2 separate regions of the Mus musculus genome follow, and region 1 is linked to region 2. Evidence: chromatin contacts called from public Micro-C data. All regions are on one chromosome and are shown on one strand. Each heading gives the region's core, a stretch centred on a gene start, on an enhancer-like site or on the middle of the called end of the contact. The rest is flanking DNA. Distances are from core to core; before and after follow the strand shown. Region 1 holds the start of Gtsf1l (gametocyte specific factor 1-like). Region 2 holds the start of Sgk2 (serum/glucocorticoid regulated kinase 2).

Region 1 (6,797 bases), core at 4,106-6,605, 100 kb after region 2:
AGGGCAAGAGACAACATCTGAAGACATGACCAAGTTAGCACACCAGAGTCTAGACACTTTCCTGCTCTTATGCAAAGGATGCAGGAGGTGGACTCTACTATCCCACTCTGCCTCATCCTACAGCCTCCTGAGCCCCATGCTCACTGAGCTGCATCTGCCTCACCCCTACTTGTTTTCTCAGTATGACTAAGGCAACTTAGAGTAGCTACACTCATTGGTGTGTGGTCTGTGCTAGGAAAGGCGTGGGTAGGGTGGGGTGAGGCTGTCAAGCAGAGGATAGAGGCTGCTGGTGCCCACCTGGCTTTCCTGCCGTCTAGGATCTCTCCATGGGTGCTGCCACCTGCATTATTAGGGTGGCTCTTTTAAACCTGGAATTTCCTCGCAGACACACCCAAATGTGTCTTCTGGTCAGCCAAGTTGACAATAAAGAGTAACACATTGTAGTGTCTGACTCCTCCTTTTTCTGCTTTCTTGGGGAAGAGGCCTGAACTGCCTTCTTTCCAAAGGTTCCCACCAAGACTCTGGAGTGTCATGGCTGCCTGCTGTTGCCCAGAAATACAGGTCTAAAGGCTTTCAAGAGGAGCCCTGTCCCCTGGAACTTTGGCTGTGCTGATGAACTAGCCTAGGAGAGACACTTGTGCTGCGGATGAGCTGGAAGGGACCTCAGCTGTGCTAAATCTTTGTAGCCGCCATCAGTGGTATCCATCCATAGTTGGTGTTTCTTAGACTGATGTACTGAGCTGAGAGCAAAACGGGACTGAGTAGGAACTCTCAAAACTTCACCCTCTGAAGGTTGGAGAGGGTTGGGCCAGCAAGATCCAAATGATAGCCTGTGTCTATCACAGCCCCAAGGTGAAGATGGGGAGACAGGCTCTGGAGGTTGGGGAGGATTAAAGCGCACACTCAGGCTAGGGAGTGCCCTAAGGGACTCGACCTCACCTGACAGAACCTACACTAGCTGTGACAGAAGAGGCAGTAGTTTGTTGTGTAGCCGAATGCATTTCCCCAGTTCTTTTGAAGGGACTGAAGCAGGCCCAGGCAACAGCTGATGGCTGGGACCTGGGTTTGTCAGTGAGACTTTGCCTGGAGGAGTGGCTTGGATGGCTGAACCATACCATTATTGTTAGCCTTGAGGGAAAGGTTCCCAGGCAGGCCGGTTTCGAGGCCAGCCTGGTCTATAGCATGAGTTCCCGGACAGTGGGGCTACACAGAGAAACCCTGTCTACAAAAAACAAAAGAAAGGTTCCCTGGTTTGAATTTGCTCAACTACTCAGTCCTTTTTACAAGCACGAGCAGCTTTTTACTCCTGAACAACTGATGGAAACCTGTGAACCCAGCATCTGATGGTGACAGAGCTGGGACTTAGCCCAAACCAGCATCAGATGGTGACAGAGCTGGGACTTAGCCCGAACCAGCCTGTGCAGAGGCCATTAGATTCTTCAAGCTTCACCTGGTCTTAAACTTTCTACTTGAAAATTACTGTGAGTGTGTATTGAATTCTCAAAACTTCACCCTCCTTCCCCCAAGATGTACACAAGAGTAAGACCCTAGGGGTTGGAGATGTGGCTCAGAGGTTATGAGCACTGACTGCTCTTCCAGAGGTCCTGAGTTAAATTCCCAGCAACCACATGATGGCTCATAACCATCTGTAATGGGATCCTAAGTCCTCTTCTAGTATGTCTGAAGACAGTTACAGTGTGCTTACATATATAAAATAAGCAAATCTTTAAAAAGGAAGGTTGTAAAAAGAACCTATAGAAAACCCACTGGGTGGCAGCAGCTGGGAACACCTTTAATCTCAGCACTAGGGAGGCAGAGGCAGGTGGATCTTGGTGAGTTCAAGGCTAGCCTGGTGTACGGTGTGAGTTCCAAAACTCTTGTCTTGAAAAACAAAACAAGGGCTGGTCGTGGTGGCGCACACCTTTAATTCCACCACTCCGGAGGCAGAGGCAGGTGGATTTCTGAGTTCGAGGCTAGCCTGGTCTACAAAGTGAGTTCCAGGACAGCCAGGGCTATACAGAGGACCCCTGCCTCTAAACCCCGAAAAACAAAAAGAACTTACTAAAAGCCTGTTTGTTTTTTTAGCTAATACACATATAAAAACAAAAACCAGGAAAATACCTTCACATAAATGCACAGGTGAGAATTGAGATGCTGCCCCACCCCTTGGTTATTTCATTGTCCTTCCTTGAGGGTAAACATCCTATTGTATCTTGTGTATGCCTCAAACACAGACAGGCACAGTAAAATAGCTATAATGTACCCAAAAGTGCTATAATGTAGACACCCCCACCCCTGCTTTTTATCAAACTTGGGTTGGCAATCTACATCCCACTAGCCAAATCCAGCCTGCTGCTTATTTGTATAGACAGTTTTATTTCAACACTGCCTTAGGTGTTATCTCTGGCTGTTTTAATGCTATAGAACCAAGTAGCAGTGTCAGGCTTTCCACATCTCTACCGGTTCCTGACGGTATCTTCTCTCCTTTGTAAAGTTGCAACATAGTTTCCTTAGTTAGGCCTTCCCTATGGGTACCTCAGTGCTGCTATAAATAACACGGGAGTAACTTTTTACTCAACCCCATTTTCTGCGTGTGGCTGGCTGTGCGGGATGCTGTTTTAGATGTCGAATGACTTGATCAAAGCCTGTGTGCGTTGAGTGAGCATTTTCATAGCGACTGTTAAGTGTTCCCCATGGAAGGTGGTTCAATTTACATTCTCAGCTCAGTTCTAAACCCCACCTCCACCGCTCTTTCTAAACCTTTAAAAACAACCAGCACAGCCCGGACCGTTACTTTGCAGGTTTTTATTCAGATGAGATGCGCGATCCATCCACGCATTTGAGAGCCCTCTTCCTCCTGCTAGAAGTTTGCCTTCCTGGTCCTAGTCTGAGGATCTTCTGGGCATTGGTCTCCTCCCCGTGACTCTTGGATGTCACTTTCACAAACAAGTTTTTGGGGAACAAAACTCTTAAGGACGAACATTGGGTGACAGTTGGCGCCGTCAACATTCCAAATGTCAGGGTTGGAAAGCCAACGAACCTGTAGTGTGTCCTGGTTCTGCGGCTGTGGGAGGCTGACTTGCAGAGGGCCTAATGTGTCCTCTTCCTCCACGGAGCTCCTGTTGACACAGGTAGCTTCATGTTCAGCCAGCTTTCTGATGGGAACCACGTGGCAGGCGTTGTATTTACAGCTGGCCATCTTTTTGGCTTTCTTGGGGTTCTTCTTCCTGCATGACGCCAGGTGGTACTGGAACCTGCTGAGCGGGATTCGGTGGTGAGGGTTATAAGGACAAATTTCTATGGATTCTGGCTCCATCCGGGAGTTGACTTGAAGCCAAGTGTCCTGCTGCCCAAAGTGTACGTGGTACACCTCGAAAGGAAAAGCCTCTTCCTGTGAAAGATTGTGCTGTCTTCTGCCAGGCTTTGGCTCTTGGGTCTCTGGAGTGAAATTCTCACTCACGTTCTGTCAGCAATCGCTATGCAGAGAAAGCCAGAAAACAGCCACCAGAGACGTTAACTCAGGCAGGTACAAGAGCCCGAAACAGTAGCTTCCAAGGAGGTGAAGTTAGCAGGTTATAATGATGCTTTGACGCTAAGATACCCTGTGTTGTCAAAGGACAGAACAGGTGGTCACAATGGGCAGCTTATGACATCAGGGACAGACTGTCCACTGGGTGGGGGAAGTGGCTTGAGGAAAGCTGCTGTTCAAATGTAGTTATGACACGTACCCGGCCCTTGGCAGTTTCGGGCTTCATTAGCATAATCAAACCCCTTATTCATCAGCGTCGGTTGTGTGGTCTTTTAAAAACATCTTTTTTACATCATGTGTTTATTTGTAAGGAGTGACATTGGGGGTACACTTAGAAGTCGGAGAAAGACTTGTAGGAAGGATCAAATCCAGGTTATCAGGCTTGGCAGCAAGCACTTCTACCCCATGAGCCTTCCTGACTCCTTTTCTTTTTTTGTCCCTCTACTTTCCCCCTCCCTTCTCTCTTTTGATGCAAGGTCTCATGTAGCACAGGTTGGCCTTGACCTTGATATGTGGCTGAGGATATAATCACACCTTATAAACTGGGATTATAGACGCGGGTCTCCGTATCTAGTTTAGATGGTGCTGGGGACAAAGTCCAGGGCCTCATGCATTTGTGGCAAGTTATCTGTCAACTAGGCTATATCCTCTTCTTCTCTCCCCCCCCCCTCCCCTGTAGCTCTGGTTGTCCTGGAACTCACTCTGTAGACCAGGCTGGCCTCGAACTCAGAAATCTGCCCGCCTCTGCCTCCCAAGTACTGGGTTCAAAGGCGTGCGCCACCACTGCCCGGCATACTTATTTATTATGATAAATCTTTGGGCTGGAGTGAAGCAGGGCCAGAGCGACTGGGGCCAAGCAAAGCAAGCAATCTTCGTTCCTAGAAACCACATGATGGCTCACAACCATCAGTACAGCTACAGTGTACTCACATGCATAAAATAAATAAATCTTAAAAAAAAAATCCTCATGCTGCAGTCCACACGTGCTACAGTTTCCAAGCACGCAGCATGCTGGGTATCATTCCTTATTTTAAGTACACAGTGTTAAAGAAATATTTCCACCCCTTCCTCAGCCTCTACATTTTCCAGTTGCGTAGTAATTACAAATTGAAGTATCCATTTGTAATTACTAATTGGCTTTTTATTTTGTGTATGAGTGTTTTTCCTGCATGGGTGCAAGTGCGCTCTGTGTGTGTGTGTGTGTGTGTGTGTGTGTGTGTGTGTGTGTGTGTAGAGGCTGGAAGAGGGCTCTGGATCTGCTGGAACTGGAGTTGTTGATAGCTGTAGGCCACCATGCAGGTGCTGGGAACTGAACTTGGGTCATCGGCCAGAAGAGCAAGTACTCTTAGCCACTGAGACCTTTCTCTGGTCCTCGGTTTACCAGAATTTCAAGTTACTATTTTATCCTTTCTGGATCAGGTGAAGCTTTCTTTTAATCCACCCTCCCTCCCTCTCTTCCCTTTAGTGCTGGAGACCGAACCCGAGCTCTTACACTTGCCAGACTCTACTACCCAGCTAAATCCTCAAATCTCTGCATTTTAAACCTGGTTTTATTACTATTATTTATGAAGCTGAGTCAGGATTTTATAAAGACATTTTGGAAGACTGTAGTACAACTAACGTAAGCTTATCCCCAACTAACTCACACATAAATGAGACTTAGAATATGGTTATTTTATTCGGCTTTGACAATTACTGGGGGTCACCCCTAATCTGCTTTTCTGCTGGCCTGGCTACCTCCCCAGCGGGGGGTTCCCCAGATACCTGCTGTTTCTCCTGGGTCCCCTCCTCTCATGGCGCCTTCTCTCTCTCCCCTCATGGTCTCTCTTCTCTCCCTCTCAAGTCTCCACCCTCAGCCAGGTAACTCAAAATCCACCTACCTATAATCTCTCCAGTAATTGGCTGTAGCCATTTTTACTTAGCCAATAGTTTTAAGGAACAAGGTTTGCACAACAAAAGCTGGTAACCAGGAGAACTCACTCACTCATAGGCCTGGACCTTCGGGTTCAGAATTTAACTTTGTGATACACAGCAACAGATCAAACCTCAACAGAGGGCTGGAGAGATTACTCAGTAGTTAAGAGCACTTGCTGGTCTTTCAGAGGATGGTGGTTCGGATCCAACCCTCATGATAGCTCACAATTGTCTATTACACCAGTTCTAGGGAAGCTTGGTGCCCTCTTCTGGCCTCCGTGGCCTCCTGCATGCATGTGTGCTTCTCAAAGGAGTCAGAAAACAAGGACTTCCATAAATAAGGATGGAATGGGCTGCTGAAGGAAGAGTTTCTTAACCTTGTTTTTTTTTGTTTGTTTGTTGGATTGTTTTGTTTGTTTGTTTGTTTGTTTTGTTTTGTTTTGTTTTTTTGAGACAAGGTTTCTCTGTGTAGCCCTGGCTGTCCTGGAACTCACTCTGTAGACCAGGCTGGAGATCCCCCTGCCTCTGCCTCCCGAGTGTGGGATTAAAGGCGTGCGCCACCACTGCCCGGCTGAAGAGAGAGTTTCTTAACTCTGACTCAAGGGCCTTCTGGACCTCCCCGCTCTTGTCATTTTGTGTCGTTGAGATTTCTTTCCCTTTCTACTCTGTGCCTCTCCTTGACTCTAGGTTCTGCCCCTGCCTCTTTGCCCTTCTGGCTTATCTTGCTTCTTACACCCGCTTGGGGAATCACTGTCCTTCCGATTCAAATTCAACCTCCTGACTTCCTCTTGATAGACTGGTCAGCCTCCGCTTGTCCCATAACATCCTTGTTTCACCTCTTTTGACCTTAGAGATTTATTTGATTCATGTGTGTCTCCGTGTAAGTGTATGCTGTGTTATCTGTGGCACCCTCAGAGGCCAGAAGAAGGTGTTACAGGAGGTTGCAACAACCCGAAGTGACTTCTCTGGATGAGCCCCAAGTTCTCTTAACTGCTGACCCCCTTCTCTAGCACCTACTTTTATTTATTTATTGAGTTATTTTATTGTTTTGTTTATGAGTGTTTTGCTTTGCTTGCGTGTATGTAGGTGGTCCAAGTGTGCTCTCAGAGGTCAGAGATGGTGTTGGATCTTGTAGGACTGGAGTTACAGATAGTTGTGATGCTCCATGTGGGTGCTGGGAATCGAACCGGGGTCCTCTTGAAGAACAACAAATGCTCTAACCATTGAGCTTCCAGCAACTTCCTCTCCCTGATTCCTGAATAGTGTTTTTGCTGTGTTACTTCCTCTTATCCCTTGAGCTAAATCCAGTTTTTAATCATTCTACATGGAGTTGAGGGTCCAGCTCAGGCACTCA
Region 2 (6,353 bases), core at 1,517-4,016:
CTGCATTGGTTCAGTGTCTTGTGTCCCCATCTTTGTCCCCAAGACTGTATCTTTTTGTTACATTTATTTTCACTCTGTTCATGGGAGTGTTGTGTATGTATGTTAAGTGTACTGAGAAGATGGTGTCCTCCAGAACTTAAGTTACAGGTGTTTTAAGCTGCTGCATCGGTGTTGAGAACTGAACTTAGGTCCTCTGCAAGAGCAGCCAGGGCTCTTAACCACTGAGCCCTGAATGTATCCAGCCCCAAGAATGTATCTTTGATCTTCATACCCACACAACAGAGTTCATGCAAGGAGGAGGGAAGGGAAAGGAAGAAGGAAAAACAGCTGGGAGAAGGTGTGTATGGTGACACAGGAGACATCTGGGCTTTTTTTCTTCAGGTCACAGAGAAAGAAGGACAAGTTCGACCATGGAGGGGACCCATGTTGATTGTTATAGTAAGTTGGTAAATGGGTTAGTAATTCCCAGTTACAGGATACACAGAAGTTTTAGTAAAGGACCTTAGCTGTTCTCCCGGTGGGGGGGTCTCGTTTAAAGTAAGAAATGAAATTAGTAAGAGCACAAATGCTTAAGGACAAGGAACTGAGACTGGGAAACATGAAAGCAACCCCACACTGCAGAGAGTGCTGCAGCTCGCAGGAAAAGATAAGGTTGGGCTGGCAAGAAGGCACTTGTCACACAGGCCTGATGACTTCAGGTCAGTCCCCAGAAGCCACATACAAGTGGAAGGAGACAGCCAACTCCCAGAAGTCGCCCTCTGACCTCCAACTTTAAGGGCTAGTGAGATGTTGGCTCATCACTTAAGAGCAGAGGACCCAGGTTTGGTTCCCATCTGGTTTCCACATCAGGCAGCACACAACCACTATAACTCCAGTACCAGAGGACCAGAAGCCCTCTTCTGGCCTCCTCAGGTACCTGATACACGAAGTACATATACAGTCAGGCATACATACACAGAAGATATGGAAAGAAAGAAAGAAAGAAAGAAAGAAAGAAAGAAAGAAAGAAAGAAAGAAAGAAAGAGAGAGAGAGAGAGAGAAAGGAAAGAGAAGAAAGAAATGAAGGAAGAAAGAAAGGAAGAAAAGAAAATCAAACCTGTGTTGACGTGGAAAGATATACATGAGAAAAAGAAATAAATTCTTGAGAAGCGATAGCTGAGCAAGTGTGTACTATGAGTCAGTTCTGCATGCAGATATGTCCACTAGGGCACAGACCAAAGTTTGGAGGACCTGTCACCATTTAATTAACAGCACATACCTCTAGAAATATGAGGGATTCTGGGTATGGAGGGATCTTTCACTTTCAATTTAGCATTCTTCTGTAAGCTGAAATTCTTGCATACAGTCTGTACAATCGATGCCATTGTGTGTGTGGCTTTTTTTTTTTTTTTTTTTTTTTTTTTTTTTTTTTTTTTGACAGCTCTGGGATTAAAGGGAGGAGCTTGGCGGAGCCACAGTAGTGAAAGAGGCAGAGCCCTGGCCAGAGTCCTGATTTGCTCTTATACTCAGGCCAGCTGCCTCCCCTCTCTGGACCAGGGCCAGACATGTGCTGGTGTGTGTGCTGGGCAAGGTGGTGAACTGAGGGCACCGGAGAACTTTGCAAAGCTCGGGAGCAGTAGTTTTTAAGGCACTAAGCTGGATCATTGAGTCTTTGGTGTTTTTGTTAAACAGAGTCAATGGTAAACGGCTGTGAAAGTAGATTGTATAGCATACTCCCTTGGCATATGCAGGGTGCTGGCTTTGATCCCCAGCACCACATAAGGTTTGGGCATAATGGTACCACCCGTAATCCCAATACTTGAGAGGTGGAGTGGGGGAACCAGATGTTCAAAATTAGTCTCAGCTATATAGAGAGTTCCAGGCCAGCCTAGGATACGTGGCACATTACTTTAAACATCGTGAAATCAAACTCTAAACACTGAAATCAAAACCAAACACTGCAGAGAGGTCACTTGGAAGATCGTGTCCCCACCTGCCTAGTTGTCTGACCCTGCGTCCTCCCTGAGTCAGAATGCCTGGCCTGATAGCGTCACATCATTCACAAAATATCCTTCACTTCGGCTGAGCCCTGGTGCGGTGCCTGGCCCTCAGTTTTCCGACATTCAGAGCAGGATCTCCACTCCACCCCACAAGCATTCTTCTCCTAAAATGATGTCAGGATAGGTGAACCCTGGGTGGTTAGGCAGCAGCTCAGTCAAGAGAGAATGAGAGGCATCCAGCAATGCAGCAAGACAGAGCAGGAATGAGCTGCCCATTCCTGAAAGCTCTCAAGGAGGAAGGCTGCACACAGAGCCAGGCAGCCCTCCTCAGGGAAATGGTGTGAGGGAGTTGGAGGAAACAGGTCTTTTTATTGTCTGTTCTCCATGTTCCAGGAAAAGGGGGAAGTGACTCAGATGGTGGCATCTAGGAGGGTTAAGTGGACAAGCCTAACTCCAGCTGGACTATGGAAAGGGGGTGATTTCAAGAATGAAGGTATGACAGTGTCCGAAGAGACTTAGGAGAGCCTTCGTGGAGGCTCAGGAATTCACGTGAGGCTCTGGGAGCTGGAGTCATTTGCCCAAGGTCACACAGCTTCAAGTTTGCAGTTTTTAACAGTTCGGAGGGTCCCCAGGGCACAGCTGTCCAGGAGCCAGTGGTGCAGCAACCATGGTGATTCAGCCCAGCAGTTAATGAGTAACCGGAAGGTCCTGAAGCTGGCTCGCAGCTGGCAGGACTGGGAGGCTGAACCTGTGCTGGTTTGAGAGTCAGGCGAGTGGGTGACAGGTCACTCCTGCTTGGGAAGGTTGCAGGGTGAGTCAGGATTGGGTTTCAGGTCAGAAGGACGGTGCAGAGGAAGAGAACACAATTCTCTAGGACCTGCACTGGAACCCGGGGTTTCCAGGTGAGCAGCTTCTCTGGGAGCAGGGCACCTGCCTTACTCTCAGCTTACAGCTACATCTGAGTTATTCCAACCTAGGCTAGATTCTTTCCAAACTACGCACCTTCTTTTTCATACCCTTCTCCTCCTTTTCCTCCCTAACTTCATCTCCATTTCTCCTTTTCTTCTACTCAAGTTTTCTTACTCCCTAACCCTTCTCCCCTTTCTGAAGTGAGAATTTTGGTTTCTTTAAGACCACAGGAATATCATAACAATATGTTTTCCATTTTAATCCTGGGTGTGGTATGAGATTGTCCACAGCAGCTGACTGTGATTTGCCTCATGCTCTAGCAAGGCATGGTTTTACCAGATGCAGGGAGGTTTGTTTTGTTTTGTGATTGTGTGATGTTTGGAACTCTAGGGACTTTTCATAGGGTGTATAAATTATAAATGCTAGAGCCTCAGAGGCTGTGTGTGTTGTTGGTTGGTTGCTGTTGCTTGCTGCATTTTATCAAGGAGTTGCACACAAAGAAAAAACAACAAGGAGAAATTAGATATCCTGACTGTGAAGATCAAACTTGCCCCAAGGAACTCAATGACCCTAATCAGCAGGAAGTAGTCTAAGGTAAATGTCGCCCCCTTTTTCCTTCTATTCTTTTTCTTTCCTATCAAGTATTGGAGTTGAAAGGGTGGAAGAAGAAGGGTGGAAAAAGATGGATGAGAAAGTAACCCACAAAATAGCGAAAGTCTGCCTCTGTCTTTCTTCGCAGCCAACTAACTTCCTAATTTCTTCTTTCTTAATGAACCAGCCCATCACAGATCACTTCCTCTCCACTTTCATTATTTCTGTCTAGACTCTTCTGGAGATTCTAGGCTGTGGGTTTTGGGGTCAGCTTGCTTGGGTTCAAATCCAATTTATATCACTTACTAACATGGTATCTCACTCACATCATTTCTCTTCGCCATCCCTTGGTTTCCTCCTCATTTAAATAGGACTGTCAGGGCTGGGGTGGAGCTTAGAGGTAGAGAACTTGGTTATCGGTGCTAAATCCAGTCTTCAACAACACACACACACATACACAGGTGTGTGTACACACACACAGATTTCAAGTTGGGCCAGGTTGTATCACAAGACAGTAATACAGGATCAAAGGAACTCTGCAAAGATGGGGTAGGGTGAGGTCTTAGTCAAGGTGACAGAAAAAGTGAGCAGTGAACATTTTGTTTTTTGGTTTTGTTTTGTTTTTTTAGATTTATTTATTGTTATATGTAAGTACACTGTAGCTGTCTTCAGACACTACTATCTGAAGAGGATGTCATGCTGATCTCATTATGGGTGGTTGTGAGCCACCATGTGGTTGCTGGGATTTGAACTCAAGACCTTTGGAAGAGCAGTTAGTGCTCTTAACCGCTGAGCCATCTCTCCAGCCCCATGCAGTGAACATTTTGAAGGGCTGCTGAGGCTTGGTATTTTAGTGATTAAACTGTGTCACTGTGAGAAATTTTCTGCAATAGTTCAAAAACAAAACCAAATAGCCTAACTTAACCACGGTGGTCGTGGCTTCCTGCCTTTGTCGAAGCTATACATGCAAATACCTGCTATCTTTTATTTTTCCACTTTAATAAAATGATTCCCCCAGCGCCCCCACCATTCTAAAATTTGCTTTCTCCTTGAAAATTGTATCAGCTGTGTGGCCCCTTTTTGGCCCATGTAGGTGTCTATAGGCAGAGGTTTGGGTTATATACATTTTCATTTTGTATGTATACTGTGATGGAGCGTTCCATTCCTTGACTTCATTAGTCAAATGTGTCATGAAAACTGCCTCTATTTCAGGCCTGTTGTAGATGTAGAGAATTCAGTACTAAGCCAGAAGAGTCTGCCTTTATGAGCGGATGCTCTAGTTTGAGCCCTTGACTAGTGACACAGTTAGAGAGCAAGAGCGACAAGGAAACAAAGCCAGAGGACAGGATGGCTCTCGTAGAGGGTCAGGGCAAGCATTAGGGTTTTCTCAGGTCTGCAGAGGCTCAACACCGGAGAAGAAGAGTCCAGTAAGGGGACTAAGCCAAAAGGGACCACAGGACATCTCAGAGCAGAGTGGATAAAGGGAGAGTGACAGGTGAGTTGTCAAAGCCTCGGCTGGCTGAGCAATGAGGACATCAGTGTCATCACTGGCACCTGAGTGGACAGTCATCCACTGTTCACTGATCCCTTGGGATGCTTGAGGTGGGTACAGGATTGGGACAGGAAAGGAGTGAGCTGAGGAAGGCAGATGACTCTAGAGGAGTTTAATGAAGAGAGAGAGAGAAAGACAGGCAGTCAACCTAGATGCAAAGTGAGGACAGAGACAGCGTGGCTTGATGTGTTCCTAAGTGCCAGGCAGGGACACTTAGGCTTTCTTTGGTTTCTGCCCAGTGAAGACCCCATGGGGTTCTTGTTACTGAAATGTCCTTGGAAGGGCATGTGTTTTGTCAACAAGCCACCTTACAGACTTGTGTATTGGTTCAACATTTCTATTTGGTGAGAAAATGAAAGACTTTGATACTGTTTACTGCAGTATTCTTGGGTCAACACCTCCAGGTCCCTTGAAGTGTAGAGTCTCTAAGAATGCCTGGCCCACCCACTCTCAGTCTATTCTGTTCCCTCCCCTAAACTGACTAGCCACACAGAACACTCTAGAAGACAGTTGCTGTGTTGATCCCATCCAGTCCCTCCTTCCTCAGATCACCTACCCACCCCTCTGATCCCCTGTGAGGATCAGGACCCTGTGAGAACTTAAAGGTCACGCCAACAGTAAGACCTTTGTGAGCTTCTGAGATGTGAGCCCTCACACAGCAGAAGGACTGTAACCCAGACAGGTCTGCTTTAGGGACAGTGAGCCCATGGGGAAGACCTAGGTAGTCAAGGGCTCAGTAGTCCAATACCAAGGCCAGCTGGATGGAGAGCCAGCTCCAGCTTTTCTGAAGCATCTACAGGATATTAGCAGGTGTGTTGTTCTCCATGGTCATAGCTCAGGTCCCTGGACCTCTCCTTTAGATCACATTGTTTGTCTTTATGGTACCTGGATAGGCACATGGTTCTAACAGACAGTATATATATATATATATATATATATATATATATATATATATATATATATATATATATATATGTGTGTGTGTGTGTGTGTGTGTGTGTGTGTGTGTGTGTGTGTGTGTATGTATGTATGTATATGTATGTGTATGTATATGTATATATAAGTGTGTGTACACAGAAAGAGAGAGAGGAAAGAGAAAGAAGGAAGGAAGGAGAGAGAGAGAAAGATTATGCAACACACACCAATATGGACAGTCATACAGTGATGGACCTATATACACCTATACATACATGTGGTTACATAGTTAATGTGCACATATTACTAGACACATTTCTTATTAGAAGACAAACACATAGATACTCAAAATCAGACTCACACACAAATATAGTAAATAGAATATAGATAGGTAGATAGATATGCTG

Evidence for each region. A called contact is a pair of places that touch in the nucleus more often than the background predicts.
Region 1: a contact with region 2 is called in a Micro-C map of the G1E-ER4 cell line, with 5 times the contacts expected there. The contact joins the promoter of Gtsf1l here to the promoter of Sgk2 in region 2. A contact is called at or near these places in 15 of 39 promoter capture datasets (the HPC-7 cell line, HPC-7-derived erythroid cells, cranial neural crest and 8 more), 4 of 15 datasets of contacts at CTCF or cohesin (the G1E-ER4 cell line, embryonic stem cells and pro-B cells), 75 of 484 Hi-C or Micro-C datasets (8-cell embryo, the AtT-20 cell line, B cells and 23 more), 15 of 115 datasets of contacts at active chromatin or transcription factors (embryonic stem cells, epiblast stem cells and trophoblast stem cells) and 4 of 9 other capture datasets (adipose tissue, embryonic stem cells, liver and 1 more).

What each region holds. Positions count from the first base shown.
Region 1 is chr2:163,084,246-163,091,042 of GRCm38.p6, forward strand. It overlaps Gtsf1l (gametocyte specific factor 1-like), which reads right to left and starts at 5,356. Exons shown (of 2, transcript NM_026630.2): 1 at 5,294-5,356; 2 at 2,786-3,602. The coding sequence starts at 3,316. The coding sequence ends at 2,861. It overlaps Mybl2 (myeloblastosis oncogene-like 2), which reads left to right. Exons shown (of 14, transcript NM_008652.2): 14 at 1-442.
Region 2 is chr2:162,984,715-162,991,067 of GRCm38.p6, forward strand. Sgk2 (serum/glucocorticoid regulated kinase 2) reads left to right here and starts at 2,767. Exons shown (of 14, transcript NM_013731.3): 1 at 2,767-2,881.